3 separate regions of the Mus musculus genome follow, and all the other regions are linked to region 1. The links are chromatin contacts, called in public promoter capture Hi-C maps. All regions are on one chromosome and are shown on one strand. The core of a region is the stretch at or near the end of the contact, and the rest is flanking DNA. Distances in the headings are between cores, read along the strand shown.

Region 1 (2,700 bases), core at 37-2,536:
CCTATTGACATTAAAATAAGAAAAGTAACCTACTTGCAAAAAGACGGTTGCATTCCATTAACATTCATGAGGCCTGAACAGCCGAGGCCCTACACATCAAGAACGGAATATATCCTTTGTCTCCTGATGAGAAAATGTCTCCGTGATAAATGGTTACAGACAGCGGTGTCACAGGGGCAAGAGCTCAAAGAATAACTTGGGCAAACTTTTTTTTCCCCGGTTGTCTTTGCCTGGAGTTCTTTGTAGCATTGTTCAGCACAGTGCCTTGTCCTTTCAAGTAAAAGGCGCTTATTGCAATGTAAGTAAAATCCCAGTCCTTGCAGAGGCACTTCTCAGAAAACCAACCGACCAAGGAACCAACAGAACAAACAAACAAACAAACAAACAATCAAACAAAAAACCCTTTGGAAATTGGAACAGCGTTCCAAAGGCTTTATAATTACTAAGTATTCGGACTGTAAAGAAAAGTGTGGTACGTCTTTAGGCAATGTTGACCTAAATGGGTAAGCATTTAGTCAAGTGCATTGTCGGTCGTCAGCACAAAACACCAGGTGCACCTTTAAAATGTCATACATCATTCGCATAAATACAAACACTGTATTTACCACTTCGGCAAATTTCTAAAAAAAAAAAAAAAAAAAAAAAAAAAAGTCAGAAGAGAGGTATTTATTTCACTGCCATAGATAGTGCAACACCAATGGCGTCCTGTTAATTTTCAAATCCAAGTAGGTTAGTTACAAGTTGTTGACAACTTTGTCCCATCAAAGTGCAGCTCCAGGGCACTGTGAGCTTAGCTTGGCTAGGTGGCTCACTCTGCTGACCTACAGACCCAAGGCACTCTGCCTGTCTTGTTTGCTGCTCTAGGGCTCGTTCGATATGGTAAAGCACGGCCCAGTGTTTTTGCTTTCTTCTGCCCCACCGAGAAGAAAGTGCCAGATACAGAGCATTAAGAAATGCACAGCGGCTCTCCATTGGCTCTTCCTCAAGCATGCCCTCCGCTCAGTACGTTTCTTAGCCAGGAGGACCCGTTGGGTTTAGATTCACAGACTGCAGGAGTCCAACACGGCCCGGCGGCCCCCGGACGGGCGGGGCTAGAGGCGGGGCTGAAATCAGGCCCCGCCCCGGCCGCATCGGCGCGCCTGCGTGCTGGCGTGGGCCTGCGGTTGGCCGCGGGGTTCTGGGTTCCCCGCCTCCGCCCGCGCCCTCGCACCTCCGCCTACTCTACGCGATGACGCACCGCAGGTTTGCGGACGTGGCGGCGGCTGTCGGTGCGGAAGGCGGGGACGGCGGCGACGGCGGCGACGGTGGCAGAAGCGGACCCAGACACCGGAGAACCTAGAGTCGGTCATGAACGTCTCCGGGGCCGCGGCTGTGGTGGAGGACATAACCGTGTCGCCGCGCCCCTGCTAGAGGACAGGTGACGGTGGCTGTGGGGCGGGGCGGGGCAGGACGTCGATCGGGGGGTCACCGTGGGGCGCTGTCCCCGGTTCGGGAAGGACTCTTACCTCCCGGTTTTGGGCAGCCCTTTCCGGGCCATTCTGCCTGTCCCCTTAGCATCTGCTCCGAAGCGTCCCAGTCTGACGCGGCGACTTAGAAATCAGAGATGTAATCTTTGCGGGGGACGTCCGGAGGAAAGGGAAAAATAAAAATAAAAGCGAGTGGAATGGAAGAGGGAGGAAGTTTGCAGTTGTTGCTTAGGTTTAAAATTGGCCCTGGAGAATAGGATCGGGGTGATTCTGTCCTAAGTGCTGAACTGGCTTGTGCCCTGTGAGTCTTCTCTTGCTCCCTGCCGAAGGTCAAGACCAAATATTAATATGCAGCAATTAATATGTAGTACCTAGGGATTTGAGAGGTCGCTTTCCGGTCTAGACCGGGTGGATGAAAACATGCTCACGATACCCATTGATGATCACTTTCAGGACGTTTGTCAGCAGTGCAGTATGCAACATGTTCTAGTTTTCTGAAGCCATAGATTCCATAGATAATTCAGAGAGGTAAAGAGAATTGAGGCTGATGGCTTTGATTCCGTGTACTTTCTAATCTTTAGTAGATTGACATGTCATTACCTTACTGGGCCAAAGTGCAGCTTGGCACTTGGATTACAGATGAACAGTCAGACCGTAGTGTCCAGATTGTTTATTTTGCTTTCCTGTCATTTTAGAGGAATAGAGACAGATGCGCGAAGACGGGAGTCTTTTGATTCCTGATTAAGACATGGTGAGGGAAAGACTGATAGAAGAACACATTGTTTCAAATGGCTTCTGGGTATTAGTCAGTAATTTCAGAGAGCTGTACTAAGAATGGGAGGGAGAGCGCTTTAGAGGGATAGCATACCTAAGGCAACGTAACCACCCATATGCATTGCTTTAGATCTAATCTTTTCTGCTTTTGATGGATGCTTTTGAGGATCTGAAACAGATACTTCCTGAGGTAGTACATGTATGTATGTATGCAACTTGCTACTGGTTCCACAAAACTGACAGACATCCTCTACATCTAAGATGTGGGCTTTTTATTTTGTTTTTAGAAAAGACCTAGATAAGGGAGTGCAAGCGTCCTTGTAGAAACAGGTGTGCTCCTTACTTTAAACTGAGATGTGAAACGTGGCTCTCATTTAGCTTGGATCTGTCAAATTTGGAGTGGTTTTTGGCAATAGTTTAGCCCCTGTGGGAGCAGCTGAAGCAAGCTACTAATATAGCT
Region 2 (2,700 bases), core at 196-2,695, 2.6 Mb after region 1:
ACAAAATAGAGAATATAGAATCTGACAGTCTATTGAAAGTAATAAGGTAGTAAAAACTGATTTCTTGTTTTTCCTCTGGCAGGAATGGATTCTATCCTGCTAATAATTCCTATCCTACTGTCATATAGGAGAAGATGTTTTCTGATCCTTAACAAGGCTGCCAGGTTTAGGACAGATGGAAGACCCACTGTGTCACAAGTGAAAGACAAGACTTCACAGAATGTGATGTCACTGACAGGCTGATAGGCACTCGCCACCTCCATCTTTTCTTTCTCAAGGATAGCAATGGCTTCCCCCAGATACAGGAGCGGTCAACCGGAGTCCTTCTTTACTATACTGCAGTTGCCCTGGGGCCTGTCTATTAACAGGCTTGTTTCTATAAAGCAGTAACAGAACCCTTGGGGAAGTTCTCAGTTTCACAAACTATTCCTCAAGGCTATTGGTCTCGGAGTAGCTTCTCTCATTTCTTATAATTTCTCTATCACCTGTCACCCTATCTCCCCCCACCATTAAAAATTAACATAATGTATAAACTTTGTTTCTGTATCCTTTTGAAACAGCACCAATCTAACATCTCTAGGTAGCTCAGGATTGTTTCCCAGGGTCCTTGGGCCAGTTAGAGGTTGAACATCATAGCTGTTTCATAGTTGCAAGTTTGTGCAACCTTGACTGCTGAAGATGAATTTCCTCCCCAGTTCTGACTCCACAAGAGAACCACATTATGGTAAAAGGTATCTCACGGAGAAGGGTGAGATAAGCATGTTTCCATAAGGATCGTTAAACGGTGTGATAATTTCTGGGCCAAAGATGCTCTGTGTCCTTATTTCAAACTTACCTCTATGGTTAACCCTCATCACAATATAAAGGCAAGTTCACTGGTACAGATTTGGAAGGAGGGAGGTGTCATAAAGCATAAATGTGTGTGTATTTATGTATGTATGTATATGAGAATGTTGTAAGGCCCTTTTTGTTCATATTGGTATTAAGTAGGTAGGAAATGTCCATACTGAATTTTCTTCTTAGCTCCTCTGCTCTTTGTAGATATCCTCTGGCTTGAGCTGGCGTCTGTGAAGAGCAAAGAACTTCTAAAGGTCACATTCCATTGACCTAAGAGAGGAAGGTGCTTGGACAGCATGAATTTTTAACTGAGATTCCAAGGTACTGCGTAAGGAAAGCGGACAGAAAAGAGGCTGGCTGAGCTAAACAATTTCTGAATGATCTCAGCATGAATACAGCCAAGAAGGTTCTTTACCCTCAATAAACCGTCAGAGTACGAGGGCTACACCCACCCAGCTGATCCCTGCAGCAGCACAAACCGACCACCAGCGCCCGCGAAAAATACCGCACCTACCTAGGAATCCTGCGGGCATGCCGCCCCGCCCCGCCCTGCCCCGCCCCGCCCACCTACCTGTGCGCCTGCGCCCCTGCGTTCTCAAGGTCAGCCCCGCCCCCCGCCCTAGCCTCACACCCACGGAAGTGGCTTTAGAGAACGCCTTGCGGCTCCTCCTCTCTGCGTGGCGTGGGGTCGCTGGCGGTCCGGAGAGGGAGGAACTTCCTGTCCCATGCGGGCAGGACTTCCGGCCGAGCCGGAAGACCTTTCCCTTCGCGGTTTCGAGAGCTCCGTTTTGCAGAACCTGAAGGGGAGATTCTGGACGGTCCCGGGGACTCTAGACTGTCTGTCCCACGACCTGTTCTTGGCGTTATGGTGAGTCTTGTGAGGATGAGAGTGACAACCTTCAGGAGGAAAGGACAGGGAGGTCAGTCTGTGAAAGGAGCCGGTTGATGTCCCTGCTGGGAATGGAACCTGCTGGAGCGTTGGGATGAACCGCTGGCAGGACCCCAACCTTCCCAGAGTGCGCGCGGCCGCCGCCGGGGTTCCAGACAGCCGAGGGACCTGTGGGGTTGGAGAGGGGCGGGTCTGTCGGAGTACCCAGTCTAAGGAGTCTGCCCTCGCGTGTGTCCTGTGGCGCCAGGTGGCCCACTGATGACCTTGCTCTACCCACCACGTTGTCCCTGCCACCTTTTCCCGCCGCAGGCTTTTGGCTGAGATTTTAAGGACGCAGCAGTGCCTTTTTGCACGCTTGCCTGTCTCCTTGGAGACAAGCAACGCCGAGGCACTTAAGACAAAATTGGCTTCTCTTAACACTCAACTAGAGCAGAACTGAAAATCAATGTCACTTTTAAAGAAAATGTCCAGGTTGAGTCCCAACAGATTTAACTTGAAAGGAAAAATTTGTAATTTCCTATTGTACATCTCTATCGAAGGAGGGAGCACAGCTTGAGCCATATTATTTGCAAGTGTCTTAAAGGTTAGGTGAGAAGGATACGTAAACATAAAAAGAACCTGGTGTGAGAGATTGGAGGGAAAGGAGTAACCGAAGGGTGTTTTACCGTGAGGCCAGTCATTCTCAGAGTTCTCTGCTGTTTTAGTCTGAAAGGACAAGGTTCAGGGACTTGTACAAAGAACGTCTTAATCAACTGTAGATAAGAAGCAATGGGTGCTGACTGATCACACAGTTCAGGAGTTAATTGATGAAATGAATGGGATTTCGAAACATCTAAGTTTGGCTTTATTGGGGGACTATGAGAGGAAGGCAGGTGGTTGTGTAGGGGCTGGTGACTGCAGTCAACTACTTCCTGGAACATAAAAGGATTTAAAAAAGATAGTTGCTATTTCCAAGGTCCTAGGGTTCTGGTAAA
Region 3 (2,700 bases), core at 14-2,513, 2.7 Mb after region 1:
TTCAGTTTAGAAAGCTATCTTCAGGCTGAAGTCATTTCGAAGTATTGTTTGAGCGAATATGCTACAGCACTCAATTATCTAAGATGCATCAATTATTTTTTTGACCACTTTTGTAACAAGAATGTATTGATCTGGGTCTTAGAAACCCTTGGCACTCTGACATGTTTCATAGTTGCCGAATAGGGTGGGTTTCTTCTTCCGACAATTGTACTGAGCGCTGCTGATGGAATCTGTCCTCTGCCTGTGCCCATGGGCAGAGGACACAGGCTGTGGGTGTGTCCCGCCCACAGATGCTCGCGCGCGCGTGTGTCTGTGTATGCATTGTACACACGTATTCTCCACTGTGTGCCCCAACTGGAGCCATTTTCCTCCTTTCAGTGCCCTGCGTGTATTAGTAATATGCAAGTAGAATCATTTTGCTTGAGTATATTTTGGAGGGGGAGGGGATAAACCATTTAATTCTGCTCTAGTATTTCCTCTGCAAAATTTTCACTGCGTGTGAATTCGCGTGAATGCCTTTTCTGAGGTGTGTGTTATGTGTGTGTGCTTGTGTGTTGGGGAAGATCATTGGCTCATCAGCGGGTGTGTGCCTCTGCGTGTGGGAAGCATGCAGACTCTGAGGACCTTGGGAGCAGCCCACGTTCTCTCCGGGTGCCCTGTCTGTATCTGCCCTTGTGTTTTGTGTTCTTGATGTGATTATGTGCGTTATTTACATATGTGCTTCTATTCTTTTGCCTTCGTGTAGTGCCTTTCTCTACAGTCCACACATTTCACATATATTCTTTTATCTTTTGGCAAAGTGCCTTTTTTGTTCCTCGAAGAATATTTATTGATGTGATAATCTGAAATGAAAAGTGGTCTCCCATGAAGGAGATGGAAGAGAAAGGAGCGTTCATCTTTCTTAATAGACGGGGCAGTGCCAGTTGACTGGATCACAGGGTTTCTCTGCACTTTCTGCGTGAGTCTGCGCGTGGGGGTGGGGGCGGGGACGGCTGAAGGAGGACGGAAAAAGACCTTTTAAGCAGAACAAAGATAGGACATCGCGCCTCCTTGCGTCCTGATTGCATACTGCATCTACCCGGCGGTCCCGACTTTAGAAATCAGAATTCAGAGATTTTCTCCTTAAACCATTCAGAGGCCGCCTCTCAGACCCAGCCCTCGGACCTCAGCCAATCACCGGACGCCATGCAAATCACCTCTTTCGCCCTCCAAACCGAGGTCCAGTTTAAAGGCAGTTTCTGCCGCCCCGCCCATCTTAGTCCTTCCCTTCCCCCTTCCTCCTCCGCCTCCCACACAGCAGCTGCTTGGGAAGAGGGCAGTGCTGGGTGCTTCATGCATATGCAGACAGATCTATCCTCCCCCTCCACCCCATCCTCTCTCCCTCTCCTCCCGCCCATCTTTGCCTCGCTCCCCAGCCCCCACCCTGCCGCCCACTAGTATCTCCAAGTCTCCTCGACGTATAGTTCCCAGCTCTGGTACATGCAGCTGCTACCCACAAGTATGCCCAGGCGCTCCATAGGAGCCAGAGAGGGAGAGGGAGGAAACCTCTGCTTTTGAAATCCGCTCGAAGGTCAAGTTTGTGGTTTACGGAGCGGGAGCCCGAGACACTGAAAATGCTGTTGAGTCTGCAAGAAGACGGTGCATGCAGGAAGATGGTTTTGCCTTGGTTTTCTTCCACTAAACAGCAGATTAATTTCTCTGAAACACACAAAGTACCGGTCATGTTTAAAGGCAGGGTGATGATAGATGGTTCCGCGTGCGCACAGTTACAGAGCATATTTGTCTTGCACATCAAGGTTCCTTAAGCCACAAAGCACTGGAGAGGAGATCAAAGGGTGTTATATCTTCTTAGGAGCAGGAAGGTTGGGAAGTGCGGCTAGCAGTACGACCAGTGGCGCTGGACCTGCTTGAGGTGGGAAGTTAAATGGTAGGTACGGAAACATGACCTGGGACCTACGGAAAGGAAAAATAATTCTGTGAGAAGGCGAATTTGCTAGTATTATGCATACGCAGACTGTGACCAAGGCTCTTCCAAGCCGCCCTAAACATTTTCAAGTTTTGAATAACGCACTGAACTGACCTGGATTCCTTTAAAAGTTGGGGAAAATACCGTCGCGAAAACCGCGCTTTTAGAGTGCTTGGAGATCCTCTTAGGAGGAACCGGAACTGTGGCGTGACCTTGTTTTATAGATCTACTTCTGCCCTGAAATACCTTCAGGACTTTCTAGAGGAAATTGCAGCAGGTTCCCCTTAAATCTTACTCGGTGGACAAGTGAGGGCTTAGCAAATTTAAACACGCACTTTGCTAAGATTATTTACCGAACACTTTTTTTTTTTTTTTTTTTTTTGAATCGAGGGCGTTTTGTGTGCCGAGAACAGAGCAATATCTTCCAGGCAAAGCGCTTCACGTGGCTGGCAGTTCCCAGGTGCCACGGAAATTAGGAAAAGAAACAGCAAGCAGCTCAGAACGGTTTCTGCCCTTGAGCTGCTCCTGCTCTAGCTGGAGGGAAATATGTAGGTGGTGCTTCCCAGCCCAACAGGAAACAGTTCAGAGAGCTCTTAGACTGCAGTGAACCGGCGGCGAGTTGGTACATTCCTATAGTGAAACAGGGCAGCAATTAAGAGTGAATGGACGATCTTGAAGGCAGTGTTGGATGAAAAAGCAAATCACAAGAGAATGTGATATTAATGCAATGTTAA

The links. Promoter capture Hi-C pulls out the DNA fragments that hold promoters and counts their contacts.
Region 2: a contact with region 1 is called in a promoter capture Hi-C map of pre-B cells, with 6 times the contacts expected there. The contact joins the promoter of A230107N01Rik here to the promoter of Lysmd3 in region 1. A contact is called at or near these places in 6 of 39 promoter capture datasets (frontonasal cranial neural crest, hippocampal neurons, liver and 3 more), 3 of 484 Hi-C or Micro-C datasets (B cells, CD4 T cells and uterus), 1 of 115 datasets of contacts at active chromatin or transcription factors (astrocytes) and 1 of 9 other capture datasets (liver).
Region 3: a promoter capture Hi-C map of pre-B cells shows a contact between it and region 1, with 5 times the contacts expected there. The contact joins the enhancer-like site here to the promoter of Lysmd3 in region 1. A contact is called at or near these places in 3 of 39 promoter capture datasets (the C10 cell line, liver and pre-B cells), 1 of 484 Hi-C or Micro-C datasets (cerebellum) and 2 of 115 datasets of contacts at active chromatin or transcription factors (embryonic forebrain and embryonic stem cells).

Annotation. Positions count from the first base shown.
Region 1 is chr13:81,656,520-81,659,219 of GRCm38.p6, forward strand. Lysmd3 (LysM, putative peptidoglycan-binding, domain containing 3) reads left to right here and starts at 1,287. Exons shown (of 3, transcript NM_030257.1): 1 at 1,287-1,417.
Region 2 is chr13:84,220,730-84,223,429 of GRCm38.p6, forward strand. A230107N01Rik (RIKEN cDNA A230107N01 gene) reads right to left here and starts at 1,446. Exons shown (of 2, transcript NR_138587.1): 1 at 1,409-1,446; 2 at 1-1,161. Tmem161b (transmembrane protein 161B) reads left to right here and starts at 1,567. Exons shown (of 12, transcript NM_175187.5): 1 at 1,567-1,705. The coding sequence starts at 1,703.
Region 3 is chr13:84,346,973-84,349,672 of GRCm38.p6, forward strand. It overlaps Gm41011 (a long non-coding RNA gene), which reads left to right. Exons shown (of 2, transcript XR_873707.3): 1 at 1-1,927. Among named protein-coding and RNA genes, the nearest start is that of Gm41011, 4.4 kb to the left of the region's middle. Within about 2 kb of position 1,264, at least 244 of the 459 cell types and tissues checked have an H3K27ac peak or open chromatin away from gene starts, as enhancers often do. A contact at or near this core is called in cerebellum, embryonic forebrain and pre-B cells, where this site is marked.